Linked DNA regions of Rattus norvegicus: regions 1 and 3 are each linked to region 2. Evidence: chromatin contacts called from public Hi-C and HiChIP or PLAC-seq data. All regions are on one chromosome and are shown on one strand. The core of a region is the stretch at or near the end of the contact, and the rest is flanking DNA. Distances in the headings are between cores, read along the strand shown.

What was found. A called contact is a pair of places that touch in the nucleus more often than the background predicts. HiChIP or PLAC-seq counts read pairs in DNA pulled down with a chosen protein or histone mark.
Region 1: an H3K27ac HiChIP or PLAC-seq map of oligodendrocytes shows a contact between it and region 2, with 6 times the contacts expected there. The contact joins two enhancer-like sites. A contact is called at or near these places in 1 of 12 Hi-C or Micro-C datasets (frontal cortex) and 1 of 1 datasets of contacts at active chromatin or transcription factors (oligodendrocytes).
Region 3: a contact with region 2 is called in a Hi-C map of frontal cortex, with 5 times the contacts expected there. The contact joins two enhancer-like sites. A contact is called at or near these places in 1 of 12 Hi-C or Micro-C datasets (frontal cortex) and 1 of 1 datasets of contacts at active chromatin or transcription factors (oligodendrocytes).

The regions. Positions count from the first base shown.
Region 1 is chr2:16,280,462-16,283,161 of GRCr8, reverse strand. The region is part of intron 1 of LOC108349917 (a long non-coding RNA gene); the gene reads left to right. Among named protein-coding and RNA genes, the nearest start is that of Tmem161b, 170 kb to the left of the region's middle. Within about 2 kb of position 1,416, at least 28 of the 93 cell types and tissues checked have an H3K27ac peak or open chromatin away from gene starts, as enhancers often do.
Region 2 is chr2:16,884,382-16,887,081 of GRCr8, reverse strand. No RefSeq gene overlaps it. Among named protein-coding and RNA genes, the nearest start is that of Tmem161b, 440 kb to the right of the region's middle. Within about 2 kb of position 1,396, at least 23 of the 93 cell types and tissues checked have an H3K27ac peak or open chromatin away from gene starts, as enhancers often do.
Region 3 is chr2:15,927,960-15,930,659 of GRCr8, reverse strand. It overlaps Mir9-2hg (Mir9-2 host gene), which reads right to left. Exons shown (of 4, transcript XM_039103406.2): 3 at 1,483-1,532. Among named protein-coding and RNA genes, the nearest start is that of Mir9-2, 4.0 kb to the left of the region's middle. Within about 2 kb of position 1,314, at least 12 of the 93 cell types and tissues checked have an H3K27ac peak or open chromatin away from gene starts, as enhancers often do.

The DNA.
Region 1 (2,700 bases), core at 167-2,666, 600 kb after region 2:
GAGCAAGAGTGACAACTTACTGGAAGTTCTCAAGAAATCATTTAGATTTCACACTCCACTAGGCAGCTGATTTGAGATTGTCTGTTAGCATAACAAAGGCTCTGAGCCTGTGAACTTCAGAAACCTTTCGACCTCTTAGCTGCTGGCATGAATAGCCCCCAGTCCTGCCTATAGAGATCTCCCAAAGCTCCCCTGTTCGTGGCTAAATTGTTAATCAGGGTAATTTAATATAGTTTTCAATATGCCTCATCTCTTATTGGGAAAGGTATTCACAGCTTCCCTACCCCTGAAAAAAAAAGTTCTTTTATTCGAGTGTGAGAGGGGCAGCTGCAGACAGACCCCCGGCTCTTACTTCACCCCCCCCCCCCCCATCCCACTCCTTCTTCCCAGCCACGGCGGCATTCTGAGTAGCAACCACATGGAAAGGCCAGAAAGAGAACTGGGTTGACATTCCCTGTGGGTGCACTCCACCCTGAACCTGAAACTCAGGGCTGTTTATGCTGGGAGACAACTAAACAAAAACCTCATGCTCAGTCATAACTAAAACCTTAGAGCGAACACACACACACACACACACACACACACACACACACACACACACACACCCTGTTCTCCACCTCCCTTGCCCCTCCCCCTTCATCCCTCAGCTCAGCTGCTCTCCTGGCCCTGACAAAATGCACCAGACCCCAAGGCCTGCTCATTTTCATTTTGTCTGAGGCAGAGGCAGCCTGCCCACTCCTTTGCACAGCTATACTCGGCCTGTCCCCTGCATCTACTCTCAGTGTAGCTCCCTTGCAGCGTCAATTCACATGCACATTAGTTAGCTGAAGAGCAGGAGCACAAATATATTCATTTTAATCCAGTTAAGACCTAAGAGGTCTCATAGGATATTATTCAATAGTTTGAAAACCAAGTATAAAACTCAGATTTCGCTACAGCGTTTCATCTGAGAGAGGCCTACAGTATGCCTTTCTTTGCTTCCCACCAGTGCATGCTCAAGAAATAAAGTGAATAATAAAACAATTACAAGCAAAGAACCAGCTGCAGGTGGAGGTTCTGTTAAAATATTGTATTGTTGACTCTGTTAATTACCATACTTCTAGTGCCCGTGTGTAAATTCAGAATGAGAATTTTATATATGAGAGGGAAAAAAATATGAAGTCTTTCTTTCTTTCTTTCTTTCTTTCTTTCTTTCTTTCTTTTTTGATTAAAAACAGAACAATATATCTCTTAATCATATAGTTAACCTTCCGTTCCCACATGAGAATTTTAGGCCATTTCTAAACTGTATTTGGGTACCCTGATGCTGTAACTGTAGTTTTCTTTGGGGTTGTCTTTGTGTGTGCTGACGCCTTGTGCCTTGAGGTCTTCTTGCCTGTGTCAGGCTATGGTAGGTGTGTTTTGCCTCTTGGCCTCCTGAAGTTCAGCCAGCATCTAGATCCCAAAGTATTTTCTTTGGTATCTTTCTAGATTAGTGTGGTTCCTGATGCAGTTAGACTTGCTTCACTCACTTGGGATCCTAATCTGCTATCACCAAAGTGCTAGAAAGCAGGGAGACAATTCTCTTTATTGCACCAGGGAAAGATTAGTCAAGTGCCCAAACAGAAAAACACATCAGACCCACTCTCAGGTGCGCAGACCCACTTGACAGCCAAGCTTCTTTCCCAAGCTCCTTTTTCTGGGTATTAAAAAATGACTATAAAAATGAGCTTCTTAACTGATGTAAACATCTTAACAGTGTCCATAGATAACAACATAATTGGACACAGTTAGATTATGAACAATCTCCAACTCTGTATTTTCCTGGGGGTTGGGGGGTCTGACAGTTTTAATTTCAGTGCTATAGAAGTTTTTACATTATAAACATTTTAATCAATAATCTATGCATTGTTCATCTTAATGCTGTGCATTTTATTTTATTCTTTAAGTAATGATTTTCATTTTCTTCTTGATGTCTTAAACTAGAATATTTTAAAATATAAATTGTTAGCTATTACAAACAAGTAGATAGGAATTGCTGATTTCTCTTCTAAAATTCCAAAGACATAAAATCATTCATTCACAAGTTCACAGAAATGTAACTTTCATGAGCTGTTTAGAGAGAAAGAACATACAGTGGCTTTAAACTCAAGAAAGGAAAAAAAAAACCACACAATTGATATTTTTCAGTGCTTTTGCTTAACCCAGCTTTCATTAGCCTTTTCCTCATTAGAATTTATGATCCATGTCCTTCTCTATACTTCCACAGCTCTGACTTCTGTTAAATTTTGTAACAGAGGTTAATGAGTACAAAGGAATAGAAGGCCTGTTTGCTTTCATCTATGATGCTCAATATTTTAAGGTTGTTTGTATTTGCATTTAAATTTTTCTGTAATTTTAAATTATTAAAATTCAGTGAAATTAATTGCATATGAGTTATCTGAAAGAGGGATAGTTTTAAAAAAAGAAATTAAACAGTGTAATTCTGCTGAATTGTAATGTTTTCCTGGGCCTGGGACATCTAATGTCCTCTCCAGCATTGCATAGTTTGGGTTTCATATTTGTGGAAGACGAAGGATTGGGGGGGGGGAGAAGGATGTGTTTTTGGAATGGTGTTTGACAAGGGGAATGAACGCAGACACCAGAACAATTATATTACAATCCCATTGGGAATGCCAGCACCAAATTTAGCCAGACTGATGGGGCACTGTCTAGACGGTC
Region 2 (2,700 bases), core at 147-2,646:
TTCTAAAACATAAAAGAAATCAAGATTCCATGCACACAAAAACAATAACATCAGTAGTTTTTTAAGGGCATATAAAACTTTGAGTCTAATACCTTTGAATTATTAAAGTGCTGAAAATGATGAATTTTTCTGAAGAAATTTGTAGCATGTTTTTTAGTTATAATATTAAAATTCAGTGTCATGGTCATTTAAGAAAAGTAGGTGGTAATAGGAGAAAAACTGTTTTGCTTTAGAAAAAGGACAGAAAGTCAAGCCACATGTGGTTGTCGTGTAGCTACAAACATGTAATCCCTGACTTTAAGAGGCAGAAGCTGGAAAATCCTGTGTTTGAAGTTAGTGTGAGCAACATAAGTGAGGTTTGGCTGATTTTGAAAAACTAAGTAAAGATCAAGATAAGAAACCCATGGGTTTGTACAGTGAATATACACTGATGGAAACATTAAACAAAGTGGTCAGGGACAATTTGAGAAAAAGGGAGGAGATGAGTGTGTGAGAGATGTAGGAGGAAGGTAGGTGATGAATGGAGCACATGAGAGATACATAGCCACAAGTAAACTCATGCTCTACAGTGAATATTCTCTAATTATCAAAACTATACAAGAAATATTCTTTATTTTTAAAAGTCTTCACTTCGTAATAACTGAGAAAAACAAAGATATATGTGGGTCCCATGTGCCATGGACCCTTGGTGGATAGCTTTGTGACCACTGCTGCCCAATGCTGACTTGAACTCAGAAGTCTGATAACCTAAGACAGTAGCAAAATTTCCATTCATGTGTTTGAAGAGAACATTTAAATAATGGTTTAATTAATTAAGGTAAAATTTTCTGTTCAGGAATGAAGCTGAGGGAATGACGAGGAGAGTGGGTCCTGGTATTGTATCAAAGTTATATTGGTTTTCTGATTGAAAGTCCATCATAAGCATCTGATCTACAATTGGTTCACTTAACACAGTTTTCTACACAGCTATCCCCTAGGCCAGAATTGCCTAATTGCACTTAAACAAAGAAAAAGTATTTTTCTGTTGGGAACTACAATGAAGCACAAAATCATTTTATTTTTCTTTTGTATCATAGGAATATTTTAGAGTATGTTTCTCTGTTCAAAGAGGTTCACCAGGAGCTTATTTTCATGGCATTAATGTGGCATGCCATTCTTGGAGGGGAACTGTAGGTGTTGCTGCAGCCACATTGCTGGGAAAGCTAGGCTAGGCTGCAATTCTGTGGCTTCTTGCAATTCTATTTTAGTGTTGTCCTCTCCCTCCCACTCAAATTCTGTCCCTTCATGTGTTTGGCTGTGCTGCATCCTCCAGGCTTTTACACTAAATATACTCTTAGCAGGGGGGAGCAGAATTTGCTGATGAGTCACTGTTTCTGAAGACTCATCTCTGGTGGACAGCTCCTGGACTAGAATAGTTCCAGCTGGACAGAGGAGTAGGGAGAGCAGGAGTTAGTCCACTGTGTTCTACAAAAACAGCCAAGGCAGAGCCGGAGTGGGAGGATTCAGAGCACACTGATACATGGTACATAGTATACTTACACTGATACATGGTACATAGTATACTTACACTGATACATGGTACATAGTATACTTACACTGATACATGGTACATAGTATACTTACACTGATACATGGTACATAGTATACTTACACTGATACATGGTACATAGTATACTTAATACATTTTGGTGAAGGAGACTGTTGTCTTAAGATATACTCTCAGGCTCAGAAATTGTATTCATGGCTTGTGTAGGAGGTCAGACTCTTTGTTTTCTTTCATGTTGGAGTTGTTATTCTTTGACCCGTTCTCTGAGCATAATTTGTTTCCAGTCCCTTTGTTCTATGAGTGAAAAGGTCAAGGCCTTTTGACATGGCATGAACATTCAGTGCACCAGGGGAAACTTCACCAGCAGTGCTGGACTTAAAACAACTTCCGAGCAAGCAGAGTCAAACACAGGAAGTGTTGTTCCAATCCCCAGAGGGTACTGGCTTTGTTGATGAGCCAACTTACATCATGTTGAATTGTTGAATTGCTAAGCACAGCTATCTTGAATGAACAGATATAGCAATGACTCCAGACCCAGATGAGGAATTTGTAGGCATGAGATAGCAACATCACTCTCCTGAAGTGTCCCCTACAGGAATCTAAATACAGAGTGGCTATTTTCTTAAATAGGAAAAGTTCCATCTCAGGTCCCCACAGTACAATCCATGTTAAATGATTCTCCAAATGAACAAACACTGCCTTGATGAGACAGTAAATTTAGTGAGAAAAATAATCAACCAGAAATGCAGGAAAATGTGACTTTTTAATAAATGATCTAACCAAGAAGTGAATTGCCCATTAAATTTTATATATACAAGACCATTTTACTGGTATTAAATTAGTACAGAAAATATTGACCTGTTCAATATGGCATGGGAAACATTTTTATTCACATAGTCTATGTAAATTTTTAAGTACTATGAATTAAATGTTATGTTACTCATATGGAATAATGTTCAAACTTTGTCTCACATATTAATTGAGAAAGAAAGATGTACTGTTTTGTATAAGGTCATTCAGTAAATTTAAAACAGTACAACATTTAATTCCCTAAATCATTGGCATCCTGAATCTTTTAAATGAGTAGATTCTAAAGTATATTGGAGAAGTTCTGAGGTTCAGAAATATGAACATTTCATACACCAGTTCTCTGT
Region 3 (2,700 bases), core at 65-2,564, 960 kb after region 2:
TAGGTGTGAGAGGGCAAGTTATACATACATATATATGTGTGTGTGTGTGTGTGTGTCTGTTTGTGTGTGTGTGTCTGTGTGTGTCTGTGTGTGTGTGTGTGTGTGTGTGTGTGTGTGTATGGTATTATCCTCATATTTCCTGAGTTTGAAAATTATCATGTCTCTATTCCCATATTTAACAATACAATGTGTTTTTAGAAACAGTATCTACAATGTGTTAGCACACTGCATATCTGATCGCTTCTCCCAGTAGAGTCTGTAGAAGATGCTGTAATAAACACCACATTCTTAGGGCAACACTAGTCATGCCAACTTACTACAAGACTGGTCTCCATGCTTGGTGTTCAGCATGGGACCTCCAATGAGTGAAATGAGCCAAGATCAGGATTATGGGAAGTCTGTTCATTAACCGTGTAGTCAATTAAATATTTTACTTCTTTATCAACCTCTCAGGCACACAGAAGAAAATTAAATATACTAAGATTTAATATCAAGTGCCTTCTTATTTATAATATTGCCAAGGTCTATGATGTGGTTTATCATATGTATTATAAATAAATACACCCCACAGTACATTACAATTACATATCTCCAAGGAGTCCTAGCAATGTCATGTGTGAAGAGCAGCTCTTAGCAACTATACTTTAAACTTAGATTTTTTTGCTTTTAAAAGATTATCTAGCTGAACTACAGAATATTCACTTGAAAATCATTGTAGTGAAGGATATACTGAATTCAAGCAGCCTGCCTGCTTATTCTCCAATAAATTCCCACTAGTAACTAGTAGATTAGAGTGTGGCTGTGGTGCTTGCTTTCAGGTCTTTTATGGGTCTCCAAATGGCTGAAACATGACTTGAAACATTCTGGTTTACTTGGGAACAAAACAACCTCTCCTGGTTTAAAGTAAAAAAAAAAATTATGGTTTTCCTCATATGTGGGTCAGAAGGATGCTATTTAATTAATTCATATACGCTTGGTTTATGAACAAGCCTTAGAACATCTCTGAATCCTATAGACATACATGCAGAATGCATAAAGGACTGGCCTAGCATCAATGCATTTAAAATATTTGCTTTGTAAGAATTACAAGTGTGCAAACTGTAGTTCTCTGTCAATGCTATTGTCTTTTTTTAAGCCATTTTATTTACACCAGTATCCATGGTCCAATGATGAACTCAACTGGCTTTCATTATAATAAAAGTATCTTAACGATTTCTTCTAAGTACGAGCTTCTTTCTTAAGGCTATCTCAGGCTTTATTTGTGTTCTGCTTTATGCACATACATATATGTGTATATCACATGCATACAAAGGTTCCTCCAGGAGAAATAACTGCACCCACTGAAACTTAGATGTTTCTGGAATTCTATCTGCTGCAGGAGGAGATGTGTGAGAGATTGCAGACCTGTCTTCCAGTGAACAATATTCTATTTTCATTTCATACATCAGTCAAATTTTATCAAATAAAAAAATTTTAAATTACCTTTGGTTGATTGAATAGCTTGTTCAGGATATGCTTCTTTGAAGTCTCATCTGAAAAATAGGCAATAAAACAAATAATCATAGTTTTTAGAAATATGTATATATCATTATATAGGGATATGACTTAATTTAAAAGATCACAATTACTTTTTTTTTAAATGCCAATAGATTATATAAAACACCAGCACTGTGTATCTTGGGCCTTAGCACCTACAGGGTTAAATATGCTAATTTGCATTTAAATGGAGACATGCATGATAATGGGGATGCAAAATATGCAGGATCTAGAGGGGTTTGGGAAATTAATTTTTCTTTCTCCTTTTATTTTTAGCTTGGAAAGAAGAGAGACTTAAGAAACATTAGGGATTTGAACCTTGTAACCTCCCATACAAAAGAGAAGGGAGAGCCCCACCATGCAAGGATTTTAAGTCTGGAACCACGTCTTGTTTTCTAAATGTTTAAGGGACTGGATTTCTTGGCCTTTCAAACAATGAGAATCCCACGATAAATGGCTAATCCATTAGAAAGATGCAAATAGTTTACTGTAAGGCCATAGCACAGTGAGATGTGCATTCATATCTATGGCTCCTGATTGGCTCTTTCCTTCAGTAAATCAATGAATAATGTACAACCTGATTGCTGTAAAGTAGTGGATTTTTAAACCCTTCCCCCACACCCCGCGATCCAATATTAGGAAGTCTTAGATACTCCCGAAAATAGGTTGAGTTTTTTTAAAATGATTCTTTGATGCTTACTATTATTTTGGACTGGAGGGGTGGAGCTGTTGTTTTGCAAAATGAAAGTACTACACCGGTTCAATTATGCTGACTACAGTGGCTTGTTCCTACCAGCGCCCTAGTTACTGGTGCCAAGGGAGAGGAAGGGTGGTGGGCAGGTGTGGGCGCCAAGAGAGAGGGAAAGCGATCTGACTCCATCCTTGTGGGCCCAAGACAGCCGCAGCTTTAGCCCCCACCCCCACCCCACGGCCGTGGCCATGACAGGGCCTGGGGTCTAACTTCTGATCAATTCTACTGAATTGCCCTGACCCCTCCAGACAGTGTTGTATTCAAGCACCGCCCGCACATTTGCAAGAGAAAAACGCTGCAGATCCTAAAGGAAAAAAAAAAAAAAGCTAGGTACTCCTTACTCAGGATTTTCTGCACATCACCGAGGTCTTTCCTTCAGTTGTTTTTGGGCTCTTAAGCAGAAAGCTGCGCTC